2 separate regions of the Mus musculus genome follow, and region 2 is linked to region 1. The links are chromatin contacts, called in public HiCAR-type maps. All regions are on one chromosome and are shown on one strand. The core of a region is the stretch at or near the end of the contact, and the rest is flanking DNA. Distances in the headings are between cores, read along the strand shown.

Region 1 (3,506 bases), core at 442-2,941:
AAAGCTCAAGGAGCTTCAAGTGTGCCTCATAGGAGGTCAAGGTTGACTGTACATATACTAAAATTTCCTTCAGTATCTGTATGTATGTCATTACTCGGTCTCCCAGGGAACGAGCATGCGCTTTAGCAGAAAATAAGTATAACCAGTAGGTAAGAGTATGAGTATCTGTAACTATGCGCATTAATAAGTAGCAATGACTATGAACGTGTCAATATCAATGACAACTTTTAAAATAACCATGATGCTAAATAATCATGGACATAAAAATGTGGTAGATGATGCAAGGATTTCTGTTTGAGATGTTCCGTGCTGTCCTTGCTATCTTTGATCGTCTGTATCATATGATCTGCTTCTGTGCTGTGACACCTGAGAATAAGTGATGGAAAATGTGAGTTATTAACGTCACGGTAATCTCGCTCCATACCCCAGGAGCTGGAGCTGGAGAATACAGGTTTCCCTGTCAGCTGGGGTCCATGCGCCAGGGACAGTCACTTGGCTTCTTTAGACTTTTGATCTCCATGTTGAAGTTTTTGAGACTGATGTTTAAAAGTGTTGACAACAGACAGTATACATTTGCACAAACTCTAAGTCTCCTGTAAAGGTTGCTTGGATTAAATAAGAAATCATCTTGTTATTCCTTTGTTTTTGCCCTGACACTGGGCAGTGATTCTGGAGCCTGCCCTTGCTGAGGAAGCTCTACCACTGAGTCACTTCTCAAGTATGTAATGGCTTTAAATTTTGAGGCAAGGTCTCCCTGAGTTCCCCAGGCTGAGCTAGAACTCACTTCATGGCCCAGGCAGGCCTTGGCTTTCTGATCTTCCTTCCCCAGTCCCCAAGTGCTGGGATCACAGCAGGGCCATCATTTTGTTAAAAGCTAGGCTCTTCATCAGCACTTTCTCTGTAAGTGAGGGGTAGTACTGGAATGAGGAGCATCTCCATAGGTGGATGTTACTTTGTCACTAGCCTTCAGAAGAGTATATTCAGACCCACTTGAGTTTTGACAAAAGGCTATGAAACAAACAGCTGAAAAAAAAGAAAGAAAGAAAAAAAGACAGGAAGGAAGGAAGGAAGGGAGGGAGGGAGGGAGGGCGGGAGGGAGGGAGGGAGGGAGGGAGGGGGAGAGAGAGAGAGAGAGAGAGAGAGAGAGAGAGAGAGAGAGAGAGAGAGAGAGAGAGAAAATTAAAACTATGGACATGCCTTGTTGCTCCACCTGCGATCTTGTGTTCAGACATGGAATGCCCAGAGAACTTGAGCAACAGTAAGGAGCTTTTGGAGGCAATTGCTACTCACAGTATCGGGAGCACCCAGCTATCTTATGTGAAATTCTTTTCATCTTCCCTCCACTCTCTTGTGAAAAGCAGGAGGCTTTCTGAGAGGCACAGACATTCTCAGTCTTTGCAACAAGACAGCTTTCTTGCTGGTTGAGCTCAGGAGAGGCAGGGCAATTTTGTGTTAAACAGACTCAGAAGATGACAGGAAGGAGGTAAGTTTATAGCCGGAAATCCATATGCAAACCGTCCCTTGGAAGGTTGCTTTTTACTGTCTTGTACAAAGTTAATGGAAACCAAGGAGCTACCATTCCAGAATCTTCGTCTCCTTTAATCCTTAATGACGAAATAAAAATGGGCAGCCTGTATCCTGCAGCAGCTCCAGCCAGCAGACCTCTAGGAAACAAGGCTCCCTACAGACTTTCCCTTGATCTTAAAGCTCAACTTGAAACATTTATATGCACAGAGCACCTGGCCGGGAGATGTGAGAAGGGCCTTTTTTTCCCCTCCACCTTGGCTCTATTTCTTTCTTTAATAATAAATTCTCAGGTTTCTTTCTTCCCTTCCTGAAAATTGATTCTATTCTAAGTAGTGTTTTTTGTTCTTTCTTAATAGTTTAAGGAAAGCAAGACAAACTTGAAAACCCCCCATTAACACCCGTCAGGGGTCCTGCCTGCCCACCTGTATCATCTTTGTTTTTCCAAAGATGAAGCAGAAAAGTCAAGTCAGGGTTGATTAATTCTAATCAGGTTGAGGACTTTCTTTGTTTGAATTCAAAGGGCTCCAGGTAACCTATTGTGCAGCTTAGTGGCAAGGGCTGCGCAAATCTTCTCTTGTACCCCCTGCGTCGTGAAGAAGCAATGAGCTCACAAACTTGTTCTGACTGCTGCTCCCGCTCGCTCAAACATGCAGGTGTGCACACACTGTCACTCGCTTAAACACGCAGGTGTGCACACTGTCAGGTGTTAAACAAAGGAGGAAAGCTGGAGCTGGTCCTAAAATGTCATCGTCATCTGGGGTATGTCCTCAACGGAATTATAATGCACTTCATGCTACAATGACATTTGGTCCAACAAGAAAGTGTGTGCCGGATGCAAGACAGACACCTCACTTTTATTTTGCAACAAATATATTTAAAGGAAGAAGAACAATTTCGAAATATCACTGGGCTGTGTTCTTTCTTCCATCTTTCTGTTCTCTCCTTCTTCCCGGGCTTCACCTCATGGAAGATTTTACGAAGTCAAGCTTAAAGACTGTGGTACAAAATGATAAAGAAATCACTGATATTGGGACAGAGGAGCTAAAAGGCAAGACATGAACAAGGAAGGAGATTTCTAAAATATACAAAGCAAGTCCCTGCTCTGTAGCTATGGCAGGATACAAGGTACACATTTGGCTTTCCATATACCACCCACCACCACCCTACGCTGTGCCCCAGCAAGGCTCTCAGGTGGCCAATTTACTGCCCCCCCCCCTCTAACCCTGCCCTCTTTAGGCTCATTCTCCAAGACCAAGTGCTACTTGCATTCAGCCAACAGATGAAAGGAGGCTCTCCTTTGCCCACAGTATTTAGGATTAAGGTCTAGTTGCTCACTGCAGCATCTAGACTTTCATAGCTAGACACTCGACAGCTTTCAGGCTCTCTGGCTGTCCCAGCCTCCCTTGCACACACCCTTTGGCCAGCCCACACTTCCTTCAGCATGTAGACTCCATCCTTCTCTGTATCACTTTGTTAGTCGGCTTCTCTGCCTCTCCACTCTGGGTCACTCATACTCTTCAGGCTGATAGTGCTCCTGTGTAGGTCCAACCTATGCTTCTTAATCCTGATGCCTCCAATGCTTCAGTGGTCAGCGGGTACTTAGCAACATGCACCTCTGGGGCCCGGAGTCGGGTTTTAGAAGTGCTTTGGTCTGTTTTCCCCTGGGGCCTGACAGTGTACTATTGCTAATATATTATTATGTCACAAATAGACAACTGTAACAGTCTGAGACATAGCTCAGAAAAAGAATGCTTGGCTAGCACCTGTGATTTCCAGAGCCATAAGTAAGAATGATACTTTTAATGGAACAACAAACGGGCTGGCATCTATTAAGTGTCCCTGAGCAAGGTAAGGTCCTAAGTGTTCTGTCTTCACAGCCGTTGCCCACACTCTGCATGGGAAAGCAGGCCACGAGGCGGCTCATTATCAGTTCTTTTTCACAGATGAGGCATGCACGCACAACTTTGGTGGGTGAGTGT
Region 2 (3,506 bases), core at 414-2,913, 480 kb before region 1:
GGGGCAGAATTCTTAAGACAGAACCTGCCTTTCCCTCCAACTCCCACCGCACAGCCATTTGGGGGCCAAATGACTCTTTCACAGGGTTTACCCTAAGACCATCAGAGGACAGAGATATTTATATTATAATTCATAACTGTAGTCTCCCCTCCCCCAGCCTGAAACCTGCTTGCTCAGGGGTGGAGCTTCCTGCTCATTCGTTCTGCCACGCCCACTGCTGGAACCTGCGGAGCCACACACGTGCACCTTTCTACTGGACCAGAGATTATTCAGCGGGAATCGGGTCCCCTCCCCCTTCCTTCATAACTAGTGTCGCAACAATAAAATTTGAGCCTTGATCAGAGTAACTGTCTTGGCTACATTCCTTTCTCTCGCCACCTAGCCCCTCTTCTCTTCCAGGTTTCCAAAATGCCTTTCCAGGCTAAAACCCAGGTTGTGGTCTGCTGGCCGGACACAACAATAACAATAGCAAAATTACAGTTATGAGTTAAAAACAAAAACAATCTTATGTTGGGGGTTATCACAACAAGGGACTATAGTAAAGGTCAGAGCATTGGGAAGTTGAGAACCACAACTCTAGGATAATGCAGGACATAGAAACAGCCTGTGTCACTCACCACCCAATCAAACTTTGCATCTCTGGGGCACCACAAAGCAATAACTTTGCCACCAGCTTGCCACAAGAAGCAATTTTTCAAGCTATTTGCTGGCTGAACTACAGTTGTTTCCTCCCTGGCTAGTTTCTTCTGCTCCCCACTGTGGTAAAACCATTCCAGCGACCAAGTCTCCACACAGTATCTGAGCTCACCCTCTCCACCAGATCCTGTCTCATAAATCTTCCAGAGTTTGCTATCCTGATCCCACAGAGCAAGTCCCAGCCACGCTGAGTAAGAACATGTGTCATTCACATTCAAGAGCCAACTCTTCAGAGAGCTCTGTAGGCCCATGACTTCCCTTACTGACCAGGCTCACCCATTCAGTCACCAGAACAGTATCTCACCCCTTAGTAACTGCAAGCACTCACAATCTGTTCTGGTAGTGCTGACTTCTACTCCTTAGTACTTACAAGTACTAAGCCAATCACTTTGGTGAAGAACCAACATGGCACTGGGATTTCAGTAGAGCTAATAATAGAGTTTTAATTTTGGATGAGGGATGGAAGTGTCCTGACGAGGTCAGGAATTCCTAGCTGTGGGACCTGAAACAGGTTTGTTAACTTCTCCATCCTCATTTGCCCAACTATAAAAGCAGCATAGTGTAAGACTATACAAATAAGATAATTAACACAATTCTTAGAGAAATGAAAAAGCTAAAGAGTGCTTTGTACAACATACCTAATATAGAAAATGTATTTATCACAGTAAGTGACCTAAAAGGAGTATTCTCACATATATTTTAATCTTAGATAAACTGGCGCTTCCATAAAGGAGAAACTGTTCATTTTAAACAATGGGCATCAACTTCATTCATTTAAAAAAATAAAATTTATCAGACATATATGTGGTAACATAAGTCTATAACCCAGCACTTAGGAGGCAGAAGCAAGATGATCTCTAGTTCAGGGTCAGCCTGGGCTACACAGGGAGTTCTAGGCAAACCTGGCCTACACAGTGTATCCTGCTGTGTTGGCTAGTGTTTATGTCAACTTGATACAGCTAGAATGAATCACCAGAGAGAAAGGAATTTCAATTGAGAAAATGCCTCTGAGTAGGCTAGGGGCAGGCATGTAGGGCCTTGTCTTATTTAGTGATTGATGGAGGAGGGCCCAGCCCATTATGGGTAGCACCACCCCTGGGCAGATGGTGGGGGGTTCTGTAAGAAAGCAGGCTCTGCAAGCCACGAGGAGCAGGCCAGTAAGCAGCACCCACCATGACCTCTGCATCACCTCCTGTCCCCAGGTTCTTACCCAGTGTGAGTCCCTGCCTTGGCTTCCCTCAATGGACTGGGATTCTGAATATGTAAGCACTTAAATAATCCCTTTCCTCCTCAAGATGCTTTTGGTCTCGGTGTTTCATCACAGCAACAGAAGCCCTAAGAGTAGTCCTAAGTGAGACACTTGGTTTTGTTTGTTTGTTTGTTTGTTGGTGGGGAGTGAGAATCTGCTAATGTTTTCTAATGTCCAAATCATTTTTTCCATAGAAGATATTTAAGTAGATGGTTTACCATCATCCAAAGTTACACAAGGAAAAGAAGACAGAGAGGATCCATTCAGCTAAAATCTTGTGCATGTTGTTTCATTCTTTGATGGCTTCAAAAATGCACAGTTAACACCAGAGAAGTTATTCATTTATCTCTAAGGTCCTGCCAGCTATAGAAAGCTCTTCCTTTCTTCCATTCAAAGTCCTTGAAGGCTCAAGGCAAACACTTAAGGGCATTTCTCCAAAGGCTATGGCTGCCTGTGTGGAAACAAAGTAGAAGAAATAGAAGTAACTGAAACATTCCAGGTATGCATCCTGACTTTTCTGTAAAGGTTTGACACTGGGCAAAGCGTAACTGGAAATGAATTACTGCCTTAATAGTATACAGAGTGGTGGTTTGAATAAGAAATGTCCCTCACTTGGACGCTTGGTCCCTAGGCTGTGGTGCTATTTAGGGGGAGGAGGGGCTTCAAGTGCCTTTGGGAGGTAAAGCCTTGCTGGAGGAAGTGTATCACTAGGGGCGGGCCTTGCTGGAGGAAGTGTATCACTAGGGGCGGGCCTTGCTGGAGGAAGTGTATCACTAGGGGCGGGCCTTGCTGGAGGAAGTGTATCACTAGGGGCGGGCCTTGCTGGAGGAAGTGTATCACTAGGGGCAGGCCTTGCTGGAGGAAGTTTGGGGGGAGGAGGGGGCTTTGAGCATTTATAGTCTCTCCCCACTCCCCGGTTGTTTTATGCTTGGTGTCTTCATTTGAAGATGTAAGCTCTCAACTTCCTGTTGCCATGTCTGGCTGCTGCCATGGCTTCCTTTCAAGATGAACACTTAACCTTCTAGAACCATAACTCAAAGTAAACTTTCATAAGCTGCTTTGGCCACAGCGCTTTGTCAAAGCAACAGAGCACTGACTGATGGCATCATAGAGATACCTAAGTACTCATTTATTTGAACAACTAGTTATGTGTTTGAAGGTGCATTGACAGTGTCTCTACACACTGGCTACAGCAGCTGCAACTGTGGATGAGACATACCCATGGTGATGGAGGAAGGCCCTTTCGTGAGACACAAAGGCCTTCACGATATACTATGCTAAAGATGTGTAGACACAAGGGAAGACCAGAGGACTTGGAAAAGTGATAGGGAATGCTTCCTAAAGGAAGAAGCTGCCAGTTAGAGAACACGCCCAGTCAATAACTCCTTATAGGGCAGTTTTACCAAGTTTGGACTTCTTGGTCTAATCTGGGGGGGACACTTATTTTTCCCACCAGGGTGGCTCAAGTTCTAAGTAATATATGAGCTTCCTGTTCAGGACTGGCTACCCTATTGCCGGGGACAGACAAGGCAGCATAGGTAATGAGCCACAGGCATTGAAG

The links. HiCAR-type assays count read pairs that join an accessible place to other places.
Region 2: a HiCAR-type map of embryonic stem cells shows a contact between it and region 1, with 3 times the contacts expected there. The contact joins two enhancer-like sites. A contact is called at or near these places in 1 of 484 Hi-C or Micro-C datasets (embryonic stem cells), 6 of 115 datasets of contacts at active chromatin or transcription factors (craniofacial prominence, double positive thymocytes and embryonic stem cells) and 1 of 9 other capture datasets (embryonic stem cells).

What each region holds. Positions count from the first base shown.
Region 1 is chr8:78,066,931-78,070,436 of GRCm38.p6, reverse strand. No RefSeq gene overlaps it. Among named protein-coding and RNA genes, the nearest start is that of Gm6360, 3.8 kb to the left of the region's middle. Within about 2 kb of position 1,691, at least 7 of the 459 cell types and tissues checked have an H3K27ac peak or open chromatin away from gene starts, as enhancers often do. A contact at or near this core is called in embryonic stem cells, where this site is marked.
Region 2 is chr8:78,542,083-78,545,588 of GRCm38.p6, reverse strand. All of the region lies in intron 4 of Slc10a7 (solute carrier family 10 (sodium/bile acid cotransporter family), member 7), which reads right to left. Among named protein-coding and RNA genes, the nearest start is that of Slc10a7, 35 kb to the right of the region's middle. Within about 2 kb of position 1,663, at least 24 of the 459 cell types and tissues checked have an H3K27ac peak or open chromatin away from gene starts, as enhancers often do. A contact at or near this core is called in embryonic stem cells, where this site is marked.